2 separate regions of the Zea mays genome follow, and region 1 is linked to region 2. The links are chromatin contacts, called in public Hi-C maps. All regions are on one chromosome and are shown on one strand. Each heading gives the region's core, a stretch centred on a gene start, on an enhancer-like site or on the middle of the called end of the contact. The rest is flanking DNA. Distances are from core to core; before and after follow the strand shown.

What was found. Hi-C and Micro-C count contacts between places; a contact is called where the count stands out from the background.
Region 1: a Hi-C map of ear shows a contact between it and region 2, with 1.9 times the contacts expected there. The contact joins the enhancer-like site here to the promoter of LOC100273299 in region 2. A contact is called at or near these places in 3 of 25 Hi-C or Micro-C datasets (bundle sheath, ear and endosperm).

Annotation. Positions count from the first base shown.
Region 1 is chr1:96,653,663-96,660,048 of Zm-B73-REFERENCE-NAM-5.0, forward strand. No RefSeq gene overlaps it. Among protein-coding and RNA genes, the nearest start is that of LOC103637673, 110 kb to the left of the region's middle. Within about 2 kb of position 3,734, at least 18 of the 20 cell types and tissues checked have an H3K27ac peak or open chromatin away from gene starts, as enhancers often do. A contact at or near this core is called in bundle sheath, ear and endosperm, where this site is marked.
Region 2 is chr1:96,225,341-96,231,904 of Zm-B73-REFERENCE-NAM-5.0, forward strand. LOC100273299 reads left to right here and starts at 3,747. Exons shown (of 1, transcript NM_001147740.1): 1 at 3,747-5,068. The coding sequence starts at 3,784. The coding sequence ends at 4,749.

The DNA of each region.
Region 1 (6,386 bases), core at 2,484-4,983, 430 kb after region 2:
AGTCCACCGATTTAGATGGATAAAAACACAAAAAAAAGAGATTAAACCATCTGATCTCTCCGTTTAGATGGGTAAATTATCCACCTATAGGGACATACCGCCCGCGGCCCGCACCGTTCGGCCTCTACAGATGTCAAGTATTGGTGCTTACGATGATATAGAGCAAAAAGGAGCGCACGACGCACTAGCAAGATCGCATCCTGTACCCGATCTCTCCGTTTCATCGTTCACGCACTTGTGACGGTCGAGGGCAAGGCAAGCAGCAAAGCATAATTTTTTTTCTTGCCCCTCCCCCGTGCGACCCATCACGCTGCACTGCCACTGCCACTGCCAATACTCTCCAGGAAAGAAAACGAGAAAAAGGGCCGGCGACGTGGACGGTTTCCGGTCAAGTTCGCGGCGCCGGCCTGGGCGGCTGGCCACCTGTCGTCGATCTGGAAATTATTCGACGGCCAGTGCAGTGTCCGGCAGTCTCAGTGTGCCTCTTTCACGACGCTGTCAATTGGAAGGATACGTTGTGTGTGTGTGTGTGGGCGTGTCCAGTAGACAGTAGTGAGACGACTGACGACGCGGACGCAGCAGAGGAGAGGGATCTGTACCTATAGATGTCCAAACGGGCGGCACGGCCCGGCCCAGCCCGAGCCCGTTTGAGCCCGACCCGTTTGAGCCCGTCCTATTAACCGGGCCGGGCCGGGCCGCCCGACGGGCTGACTGTTCTGTCCGAGCACGGCACTACACAGGCCCATCCGTGTCGGGCCGGCCCGGAAAGCCCGACCCACGAAGGAGCCCGGCCCAGCCCGAGCACGCCAACACAGTTCACATTCAAACATTCAAACACATTTCACAGTTTACATTTCCATCCACATAATGACATAAAATCATAAATCACAGACTATATACATATTCACACAATCACACTTGCACAAAACAAAAATATAAAGATAAGTAATATAAAGGATTAGAGCTGTTTGTGCAATGGCTGCCTCATTGAAAACCTTTCTAGGTAAAAACTCACTCCTCGTGAGAAAACCCTAGAAAGGAAAAAAGAGTACAGCCCAGCTCTGATTTAATAAGTTCATGTCTAAGAGTACAGTTTACATCACCAGATGTCCAGATCACTAGAATAGAGTAGGAATAGGAAGAATAGTAGGAGATTACAAAGTGTAGGGCCCTAAGGGTCATCAAGATAAAGTCCTTCAAATGCTTGTTCAAGGTCTTCGTCCTGTGTACAGTGTTGGCCTCTAGCTTCTCCTAGTTCTCAATCTTTCATGCAAAGTAGCATCTCTACCATATAAACAGCTCATATGCAGTCATAGATTCAATAAATAGGCAGTCAAACAGATTCAATAAATATGCGGTCAAACAGACCATATAAACAACTCATATGCAGTCATAGATTGAGTAAACAGATTCAATAAATATGCAGTCAAACACAACTCTAATATGCAGTCATATATTGAGTAAACAGATTCACTAAATATTCACTAAATGAAGATCTAGATCATTGAATATACATTGAGGTATTCACTGATAGTACCTGAGCTCTGGAGAAGGGAGCACCAGATGCTGTCGAAGGTAGCAGGGAGGTGGGAGCACCAGATGCTGTCGGAGGTAGCAGGGAGGTGGGAGCACCGGAGCTGTCGAAGCACGGGATGCGCCGCGCGGCCGCGCCGGTAGGAGGGACCAGGGAGGTTGGACTTGGGAGCACCGGAGCTCTCGAGGAGTGAGCACCGGATGCGCCGCGCCGGTGGGAGGGAACAGGGAGGTGGGAGCACCGAGCACCGGAGCTATGGAGGAGGGAGTACCGGAGTGCGCCGCGCCGGTGGGAGGGAGGAGGGAGGTGGGAGCACCGAGCACCGGAGCTATGGAGGAGGGAGTACCGGAGTGCGCCGCGCCGGTGGGAGGGAGCAGGGAGGTGGGAGCACCGAGCACCGGAGCTATGGAGGACCGGAGCAGGGAGGTGGGAGCACCGAGCACCGGATCGAGGCAGCCGCGCGCTCGCGCACCGTACCGAGAGCACCGGACGCGCACGGGACCAAGAGCATCGGAGGAGCAACGGAGGCAGCCAAGCACGGAGAGCGGGAGAGGAACGCCGCTGCCGAGCACGGAGACGAACGCCGCTGCCGAGCACGGAGACGAACGCCGCCGCCAGAGACCGAGAGCCGGATCTGGGAGCCGCCGCACGGAGAGGAGAGGACGAGGGAGTGAGAGAGCGTTAGGGTTAGGGTTTCACTCACACGGCGACGGGTTCGCTCACACTAAATAAGGCCGTATGCGCGGATCGGCGGATGCGTCCATGCGGTGTGCCGTGCGCCCGTGCGCTATTTGGGCTGGGCCATTTAGAATGTGAGGATACAGGTAGAAGCAGCCCAGATTTTTATTACGTAGCTGCTGTGTGAACGGGCCGGTTTATAGGCCCGGCTTATAACGGGCCGTGCTCGGGCTAGCCCAACGGGCTCAAGTTCCTGTCGAGCCCGGCACGCTCTACGGGCCGGGCTAAGCCCGGGCCCGCTTCACCTCGTGCCGTGTCGGGCTCGTGCCGGGCTAATAAATCGTGCTTCGTGCCGGGCTAACGGGCCACGTGCTTTATGGACATATATACTTAACCCCTCGCAGAGTCGCAGCATCGTCTGCCTGCCTGGCTGGAAAGATGCGCGCTTGTAGGTTGTTGTAGTTGTAGCCCAGCTGCTGCAGCTGGAACCTCTCTGCGTGGAGAAAGAGGTAGCATCGCCCCCCTCTCGGTGCACGCACGCATTCGATTCTCTGGCTTGCGGGGGGCGGAGGATTGGAGTTTGGTATCAGTAGTTTTCAGGCGTTCCCGAGCTTGCCCACGCAGACAGCAGACTGCGCCTTCTCTTCACCTGGCAGGATGTATTTTTTTTTTTTGACGTGAGTGCTTCTGTCACCGGTGCGTTTTCACTTTCACCACCATCAACCAGGACATTTTCCTAATCTAACCGGCTCCTAGTGCGATGCGAACCGACCGAGCTCAAGGCTGAAGGGGTGGATGATGAGGAGGCAGAGGCAGGCAGTGGTGATGAAATGAATTGCCTCCAACCAGCAACATCGATCTTCATCCTCGTGCTGCGCACTGCGCATTAAAATTCGGCCTGGGATTTCGTTCAGCCAGGGTACGGTGGTCGGTAATAAAAAGGGGCCGGCCGGGGCGGGATCGGTCTGGATCGTGGCCATTAAATGTGACGGTTTTTTTTTACTGATGTGCCTCCCTCGCATCGCGCCTGGGCGAGAACACTGTGTAGTAGTACTACGCAACATGCGTACGTGTGGTACGTAAACTGCCAAGAAAGGCCGCTCCTGGTTAAATTAGCCGGGTGCGAAGCAATCTCGGTTTGCTGTAGGCGAGAGCTTTTTACAGGATTGCCGACTTTGCGTTGGTTGGGCGGCAGAAACAAACGAAACAAGGTCCATGGGCTTGGGTCGTCACGCCGCTTGTTGTTGACACGACGCCTCACGGCGCGCCGCGGCTTGTCGTCGTGGCGTGCTTTGAGCCGCTCTTGGATTGGATTTGGATCTCATCAACCCAGCCTAGCTAGGCGTCGTGCTCGTGCACAATCACAAGAAGCGGCGGGCGGGGCCGCGTGGCGTGGATGGTCGTCACGTCACGTCGTCTATCTAGATTCACAGCAAATTAAAGGATCACACCCGAGACCTGATGAGGGCCCACCCCGTCAACCATCCGGCCGGCCGGCCGGGTGACGGTGGCAGTGGCAGGCAGGTGGGGTGTGGCCGTGTCGATCACGCACGCGGCACGCGGCAGGCAGACACCTGTCTGTCTGTCAGCTAGGATTCCAAGCCCCCTCCCACCCTCCCAGTGCGCTAGTGCAGTGCACTGCATCGGTCGTCCAGCGGAGCTAGATCTTGCCGTCGTCGTCGTCTGAAGCGTCGAGCCCAGCGCGCACCCACTGTCTCTCATCAGCCGTGCCACGACGTGCGGAAGACGGCGACGACGATGCCGGATCGGTGCGGGGATCCCCCTTCCTTTTCCTCTGTGTGGGTGTTTTGCATGCTTTGCGTGTCGTACACCACTGCACAGCACCTATACTTACTAATAATAAAACCCTGCGCGGTGCCGTACGCAACCGACCGAGTTGCGGTGGGCTTCGTCTCGATCGTGGATCGGTGCGCGCGCGCTTCTAGGGGACTCTTATCTGTATATACGCCTGCCCATCGTGTAGTAGCCGGAGTCACGTACGGTCCACCGTATTCCACATCCATGTATGCAGATCGTGCTGGTCCTGCATCTATACCAGCCATGCGGCGACGGGGAGGCCACAGCACCAACCGGGGGTTACTTCTTCGAGGCCCTTTGCCGTGCCATATAGTACAACAACGTCAAAGGCCCTGTGTTCTAGTATAGCATAAAAGCAGCAAGCACCTGACTGGGGGGAGGAAAGGGAAACGAGAGCAGTTCAGCGAAAGCACATGCGCGCCGGCACCGCTCGATCGGACGGAGGCACCACAACGACACAACACTCACCCTGGACGGCGTGCGCACGCCGGCCCGCCCACCAGGTTCGCACCGCATATCACACAGTAGCTCGCTCCAAGCACGAGGAGCCGGGCGAAGACAGGTCGCGCTCCAAGGAGTTGCTTCTTTATTTCTTTTAGGGAGACCCAACGAATTGCTACTAGATGCTCAGACGTTGACGTTGGCATCGTTCCATCGGCGGCTTCAATCAGGTATGTCAATATAGTAGAAATACCAGTATATCCTTAGGTCATATCCAAGAAACTAACTCAACGGATCGTTAAGCTAAATTTTAACTACTCAACAGCAAAATAACTCTACAGCAGACTAGCTATATAGCTCGTTAAGCTATCCAACTCTACAAATTGGCTCCCTCACACACCAAACTTGGCTAGCCGCTCCGACTAGTCAAACTAGATAGATAGTCAGTTGGAGTGAGGTGTTATACATAGAGTGTAATATTTACAGAAAGATAAATGAAGAGTCCAATAGAGAGACAGAAATAAAGAGTCCTGTTGGGGGCCTTCGGCTTCCGAAGGTCCTAAAAACATGATTTAACAATGTTTCTGGAGTATAATACATGAGCAGGTACTTTCGGACTTGAACTCTTCGGACTTGAGTCAAAATCACAGTATGAAGAAGCACAAGGGAAACGAATGATGGAACAGAGCCGAAGCTGTGCGCAAGGGAGCTTCGGCATGATGATAGGAAAAAGAAAACCGACTTAAAAGGGAAAAGACTATCTAGACCTCGATGAATTACTATAGAATTATTAGCAAATGCAAAGAGCCTGGATGTAATTTTACATGGGCTGCGACCCGTGCCTATAAATAGATGAACAGTGCTCCCGCACTGGACACGGGCTTGACATTTTGCTTTTGCGTCACACTTGTACTCTTTATCTTCCTTCAAGCCGAAGGTACACTTGTAATAAATTATCATTTCTATTCATTCATAATAATAAGATAAAAATAATTCAATAATAACAACATATTTAATTGTTCATGTTGTTTATTATACTTCATACGAATCCCTCTTTATTTTTATATGTTGTGCTTACGAAGGTATGTTCTTTGTAACTTTCGTCCAAGAGTCGTTATATCCTAAGGGCAAATAATGCTCCGAAGGACGAAGGACTTTAACCATTAACGTTTTGTGTTGCCTTGTTCTTAACTCATAGCATTTGAGAACAAGTCCCCAACATTGGCGCCCACCTCCGGTGAACCCTTTTCGACCACCTTCGGCAAGCATCGACTTTCGTCATGCCGCCAAAGAAAGCTTCAGCAGCAGGGGCTGCCGCTCTGCAGCCGCTGGACCCGAACCAGGAGACCCTTTCTCTTCGGGAGGCCCGAAGCCAGAAGAGGAAGACCACCAGTCCAACGCCTCAGGAGGACGACTTGGACCAAGAAATCAGGAATATGGAGATGCTGCATCAGCAAGTGCAAAGGAAGAAGGAAAAGATGGCCCGGCTAGCTGACTTACAAAGGCAGATAGACGAAGCCTCTGAAGAAGTTCGTCATCTCACGCAAGATGAGCAGAATCGAAGGCCCCAGTACAGAGAGCTTCATCAAGAGGGCTTCGTCAACGAGGATGACTGGTATGAGGATTTCCATCATGGAAATTTTGCTTTCGATGATGCTTCTCCTCTGTCAGCAGAACTGCAGGCTACACCTTGGCCCCCGTCTTACGAACCACCCCAGCTCCCAATGTATGATGGACACTCAGATCCGAAGCAATTTCTGATGAGCTACGAAGCAACCATATCTTCATATGGTGGCAATACTGTAGTCATGGCGAAATCCTTCGTCATGGCAGTCAAAAATGTTGCACAAACCTGGTACTCTTCTCTTCGGCCAGGAACAATTACATCGTGGCAAAAGCTGAAGGACATGCTCAT
Region 2 (6,564 bases), core at 2,497-4,996:
CACCATCAGGTGCGTAAAACCACCGGGTGCCTTCTACAGAGGACCGACGAGGTCCAACCCCCACACCGCGAACGACCACGTTATTGGGATCATCTGTAGGGCCTAAGCTGGCATATGCGTTTGCTTCGCGTAGAACTGGTGAAAGGGAAATGGCCTTAAACCATTTCTTATATTTTGGTGCTTGATGACCTTCACAACCATTCAGACTAACTAGTTTGCCTACTCTTTGATTCACAGGTTCATAAGTTTAGCAGTTTAGTCTCTAAGTAGCAATCCACTCAGATACAACCAAATAGGGGTAAAACATGGAATAGATGAACTACCAATAGTTATACTCTTTGGATAAGTTCTAAATACCCCGAGGAACCTATTCAACACTTCTAGAAAGGTTGGAAAGCTCGAAATCAACATATCACTATCTTGGAGCTAGTTTGAGCAAAAAAAGAAATATGAGTTAAAGAATCAAAATGTTTATGATCCATGACTTAGACTAGATGGAAAGCCACTTGAGATGTTTGTCTAAGTCATAAGATCTCTCTCAAGTTTAGCCAAAGCAACTTGAGAAGATTGTGCAAAGATCAACGAGAAGTCAAACTCAAGTTCTGAAATCACCGAATGCGGACCGTCCGACTGGCGGACCGTCCGCGAAACCGTTTTTACTTCGGCCAGGAACTCTAAATCGTGGATCATCCAGCTATACAGTGCGGACCGTCTGGCTATAATTCACAGGTCGTCCGCATGTGAAGACCTGGTTCAGCCCGAAGGTGACAAGTTGAGCAAACAGAATTCTAGAGCTGACGCGAACCGTCCGAGACCAAGGGCGGACCGTCGGCGTGGTGTCACCGAGGCAGATAGCCGTTGATCTACCAGGCGTATCCGTTGAATATGTCAGAATCGACCGTTGGAGGGTCGCAGACCGTTCGGGCCCTAGCCGCGGACCGTCCGCTAAGTGCAGTTTCTGGTAGATGCGCCTCAACAGCTACATGGGTGGTTGAGGGCTATAAAAGCCACCCCAACCAGCCCATTCACATGATTCATTGATCTACACTATGCACAAGAGTTGGGGATTCACTCCTATCTACTAGAGCAACACTTCTATACACATCCAAGCCTCACAAGTGCCACAAAAGAGAGATCAAGCAAGAAAGAGCTACTCATGTTGCTTTGTATTAATTCTGCATTCTTTGAAAGCAATACTTTTGCAAGCAAAGTACTTAGTTTTATACTTCGATAATTGTTCATCTTGTTCTAACCGCTAATCGAGGCAAGAAAGAACACCTCCTTGATGAATCCGACCGCCAAGAGCTTGTGGATCTCATCCCCGATGATCCTGCGCTTTTCCTCGTTGAATCAACGCAGGTGCTGCCTCACCGGCCTGAAGTGGGCTCGGATGTCCAAGGAGTGTTCGGCGACTTCCCTCGGTATGCTCGGCATGTCTGAGGGACTGCACGCAAATACCAATGCCTATCGCGCCTCGCACAACCGCCGTTGCCACCGAGCCTAGGGTGCGCCGCTGCCGCCAGTCCGCTTTGGGAGCGCCGTCACCGCTTGCCCGCCAGCCTCGGGAGCGTCGCCGTCGCCCGTTCCTGGTGGAGCGTTGTCGTCGCTCGCCCGCCTCGGGGCGACACCGTCGCTGGCCCCCAGGATCGCCGTCGCTCGCACGCCCGAGGGAACCGCCGCCCCCGCTAAAACCTAATCCCTGACGGCGTGTGGGTGTTTTTATTGCAGCCCGGACCTGGTCCAGCTCGACCGGATTGCACCGTCTGACATGAGCTTCCTCTAGTTATCGAAGCCAGGGCTCGTAATATACAATATATATATATATATATATATATATACACACACACACACGAAGATTGTTTTTTATAGGAGAATTGTGCTTTTCTATATACCATTAGAGGTTGTTTACAAGTGACCCTTGGAGACAACCTTAGAGCAAGTATAATATGAGGTTGTAAGTAGGCTAAATGTTCATGTGAAGGAGAGAGAAGTGTGTTATAAACCTATATACAACTTAGATATAAGAACCAAAAAATTATAAGAGAGATAAGTAGGGTCACTATATTAATAATGAAAAGCTAACAATTATACACTTGGCCAAGGAGATAGGCCATTGAGAATATTAAGGCCTTGTTTGGTTCTCTTTTTTAAATTTTAGTCCATGTCACATGCTTAGATGTTAGTTAGAAATATTAAATACAATTTAATTATAAAACTGACTATACAGACGAGGACTAAACAACAAGACCAATCTATTAAAACTAATTAATGCATGATTCACTCATGTGATACTACCGTAAACATTTACTAATTATAGATTAGTTATGACAAAAAAATGTATCATTATTTAGTTTTTATCTATATAATTAATTTTATAAGTAGACTATTTTTAATACTCGTATTTGACTTCCAAATATTTGATGTAACATAGGCTACAGTTTAGTCCTTGAACAAACATCTCTTGACTTTTGGCCGCCCCGTCACGCGCACTTCCGCAAACTGAACAGCGCCCTGCGGCTGGATCTCGCGAATGAAAATACAATATATATACGAAGATTGTTTTTTATCGGAGAATTGTGCTTCTCTATATACCATTAGAGGTTGTTTACAAGTGACCCTTGGAGACAACCTTAGAGCAAGTATAATACGAGGTTGTAAGTAGGCTAAATGTTCATGTGAAGGAGAGAGAAGTGTGTTATAAACCTATATACAACTTAGCTATAAGAACCAAAAAATTATAAGAGAGATAAGTAGGGTTACTATATTAATAATGAAGAGCTAACAATTATACACTTTGCCCAGGAGATAGGCCATTGAGAATATTAAGGCCTTGTTTGGTGTTTTTAAATTTTAGTCCATGTCACATGCTTAAATGTTAGTTATAAATATTAAATACAATTTGATTATAAAACCGACTATACAGATAAAGACTAAACAACAAGACCAATCTATTAAAACTAATTAGTCCATAATTCACTCATGTGATACAACCGTAAATATTTACTAATTATAGATTAGTTATGACAAAAAAATTGCATTATTTAGTTTTTATCTATATAATTAATTTTATAAGTAGACTATTTTTAATACTCGTATTTGACTTCCAAATATTTGATGTAACATAGGCTACAGTTTAGTCCTTGAACAAACATCTCTTGACTTTTGGCCGCCCCGTCACGCACTTCCGCAAACTGAACAGCGCCCTGCGGCTGGATCTCGCGAATGAAAATATCAGGTCTAGGCCGCGCGGAACCGAGGAGGAAAAAGGCAGGGCGGCCGCCACTCGCCACCCACCCAACCGCTGAATTATCCATCCCCATCCAAGTTCCCACACGCCCCACGGGCACAACACGGCCAGGCCGCGCGGCTGCGGAGCAGCGGAGGCGGGCGCTCGCGCGCCGCGCCCACCACGGCACGGGCTCCGCTGGGTGCGGCGCCGTACTCCCGTGGCCTCGTGCCGTTTCAATCGCGCCTCCTTTCCTCATAGGCTCGTGCCCTCAGGCCAGGCCTCGTCCATCGGCCGCGAGTACGCGGCTCTGCGACAAACCCCGCAAAACCACCGCACCGCTCCGCCCGCCCACGCGGCCGCACCGGTGGGCGATGCCCTCCGTAGCCGGTCATTTCACCGCGGGCGCGGCCCATGCCCGCGGCCCACCACCGCACCGCCTCGCCTCCTGCTCCTTATATGACCGGTTCCCCACCTCCGCCTCCGTTCCCCATCTCCACCACCACCACCACCACCAAACCCTAGCCGCCTCCCTTCGCCGCCGCAGCTGATCGGCCATGTCTTCCTCGACCTCCGATGCGGCCAGGGACGACGTCGTCTCATCTCCCGACCTGCCCCCCCTGTCCGCGCACGTCGCCGCGGCGGCTGCTGCGGCCGCGGCAGCGGCCTCCTCGGGGGGAGGAATAGGGCTCGGGGGCGGGGGCTCCGGCCGGAGGCTGCCGCCGCCGTGCTGGACGCACGAGGAGACCCTCGCGCTCATCGAGGCGTACCGCGACAGGTGGGAGGCGCTGAGGAAGGGCAACCTGCGCGCGGCTGACTGGGACGACGTGGCCAACGCCGTCACCGCTCGCTGCGGTCGGTTCCCCACCGCCACGCATAAGTCCGGCGTGCAGTGCCGCCACAAGATCGAGAAGCTTCGAAAGCGATACCGCGCTGAGCGGTCGCGATCCGCGGGGCGGTCCAAGGGGCCCAAGTGGCCGTTCTTCCCGCTCCTCCACGACCTCGCCGGCGGCGGCGTGCCGGACCCTAGCCCTAACGCCATCGTCAAGATCAAGACCAAGGGCCCTGCCCCGCCGGCATCCCCGCCTTCCCCTGTGTCCTCCCCTTCCTCCTCCGAGGAGGCTGTGCGGAGCAGGAGCCTGCACGGGCTCATCTCCAACGGCGGGGCCGGGAGCGGGCTGCGCTTCACCATCCCTAAGGCCTGCCGCACGAAGCCCGCCGCGGCGGCAGCTGTGAAGCCGGAGAGGAGCGGCGGCGAGGACGACGCCGAGTCAGAGGCGATGGCCGAGGTGGCTGCCGCACTGCGGTCCGTCGGGGAGGGGTTCCTTCGTATGGAGGAGCGCAGGCTCGAGCTGTCGCTTCAGATGGAGAAGGAACGAATGGAGTCAGAGATGAAGCGCACCCAGACGATGCTCGACGCCCAACAGCTCTTCCTCGAGGCCTTCCTGGGTAAGCAGCAGCAGCAGCAGCAGCACAAGAAGGCCAGGGTCTCCCCTTCCTCTGCCGCAATGGAAGAGGACTGATCAATCCATGTAGCCCGGTTGCTCTAGTTCTGCTCTGTCAACCTTGTGTGCATCCTTCCTCGCTCTGCGTTGACTGCTGTTCATGCTAGTATTGTTAACTTTGTGTCAGTAGCAATATAATCTTACTATTGTGTATGGATGGTGATGTAGGTGTAGGGATATGGATATGGATAAGGGGGGAAGGGCGAGGTTTGAATTAGAAATTAGGTGGTCTCAGTTTTAATCAGTGAACGACTTGTGTTATGAGCTTATGATGAGCTGCTGCTGTTACGTTGAAACACTTCAGCTTGTTCAAATGGCATCTACTCGTTGTCAATTTTATTGTTGAGTTTGATCGCTTCGCTAGACTCTTGTTATGACCGTCCAATTGCTAGATTAGTTTAACGCTGCATTCGAGGTATTCGGTGAGCAAGCATATGGAATCTCTATATTTCACTGAGGTTCATCCTGTGTTGTGAGTAAACTGTAATGCTATTGTTATGCCTGGAGTACAGAGACGAAGGCTATAAGCCTAGTCTATAGTACTCCTGATCAGATTACTATTTCAAATTAGATTGGATCTATAGTTAAGAACTTCAGATTAGTTAGATAAAAGTTAGCTACTCTTACTAGATAAGAGGAGAGTTAGTTACTGTTATTGGATAAGGACAAAATTAGATGATATCTCTAGTTAGCCTAGTCTATAGTGCTTCGGATCAGATTACTATTTCAGATTAGATTGAATTAGTATTTCAGATTAAACTATCTAGTTACCCGGACTTTGCTATAGTTGTTATATATCATATAAATATGTATTGAGATATTTATTCAAATATAATTATTGTTTATTTCTAAACACTAAGATACTTAGGTATGTGTGGTCTTGTGGTTAGCCTCAAATTTCTATAGTAGAAGGCGCGGGTTCGAGTGCTCACTCTTCAATATTTTTGCTCAGTGTGGTAGCTGCACGGTGGGATCGGGTGTTGGGCAGACATTGAGATGGGACACGTGGGGGCACGTGCGGCGGGCCCTGAGTGTCAGCGTGGAGAGTAAAGTCATAGTAGCACGAGATACCCACATTAGGTTCTTAATAAAGTAGTATAGATTAGATCTATAGATAAGATCCTTAGATTAGATAGATATGATAAGAATTAGCTACTCTTACTAGATAAGAGGAGAGTTTGTTACTGTCATTGGATAAGGACAAAATTAGATGAGATCTCTAGTTCGATAAGGCTTAGAGTCCTTTCTGTTTCAGGATTAGATCTCTTATGAACTATAAATACTTCTAAAGGGTTTTTTTTTCTGGAAATTAAGTAGAAGCAAATTATTTGTTGTCATCTTCCCTCAGTGAGCTGGGAGACCTAGCCGCCAGCCCGCCACCCCGTCTTTCTCCTTTTCTTGCAGCCCTAAATGCGTGAACAATACTTGCAGCACTATAGCGCGAGTACTGTAGCACCTTCTTCCTTTATCACGTGTGGTGGCCACGGTATCTAGTCACTGCCCTCGTTCCTTGCGATCATTGAGGCCACGGTGTCTAGTCTCACCTCCATCAACGCCAACTCCGCCACCCTCACGCACTCTGTGGCGACCATTGAGGCCTTCATGGCGCGTGTGGCGTTTCCTTCCCAACCACCGCCCGCGTCACCTCCGCCGGCTCTATCGCTTCTGCCGGCGTACGCGACACCAATCCTACCGCCGCCGGCAACTAGGCCTGGGCAGAAATCCTGTTACTCGTTACCCAAATCCGAACTACCCGAACCTAGATCCGATATATCCGTACCTGAATTACCCGATTAGGCCTTGTTCGGTTACATGGGATATAATCCCACCATG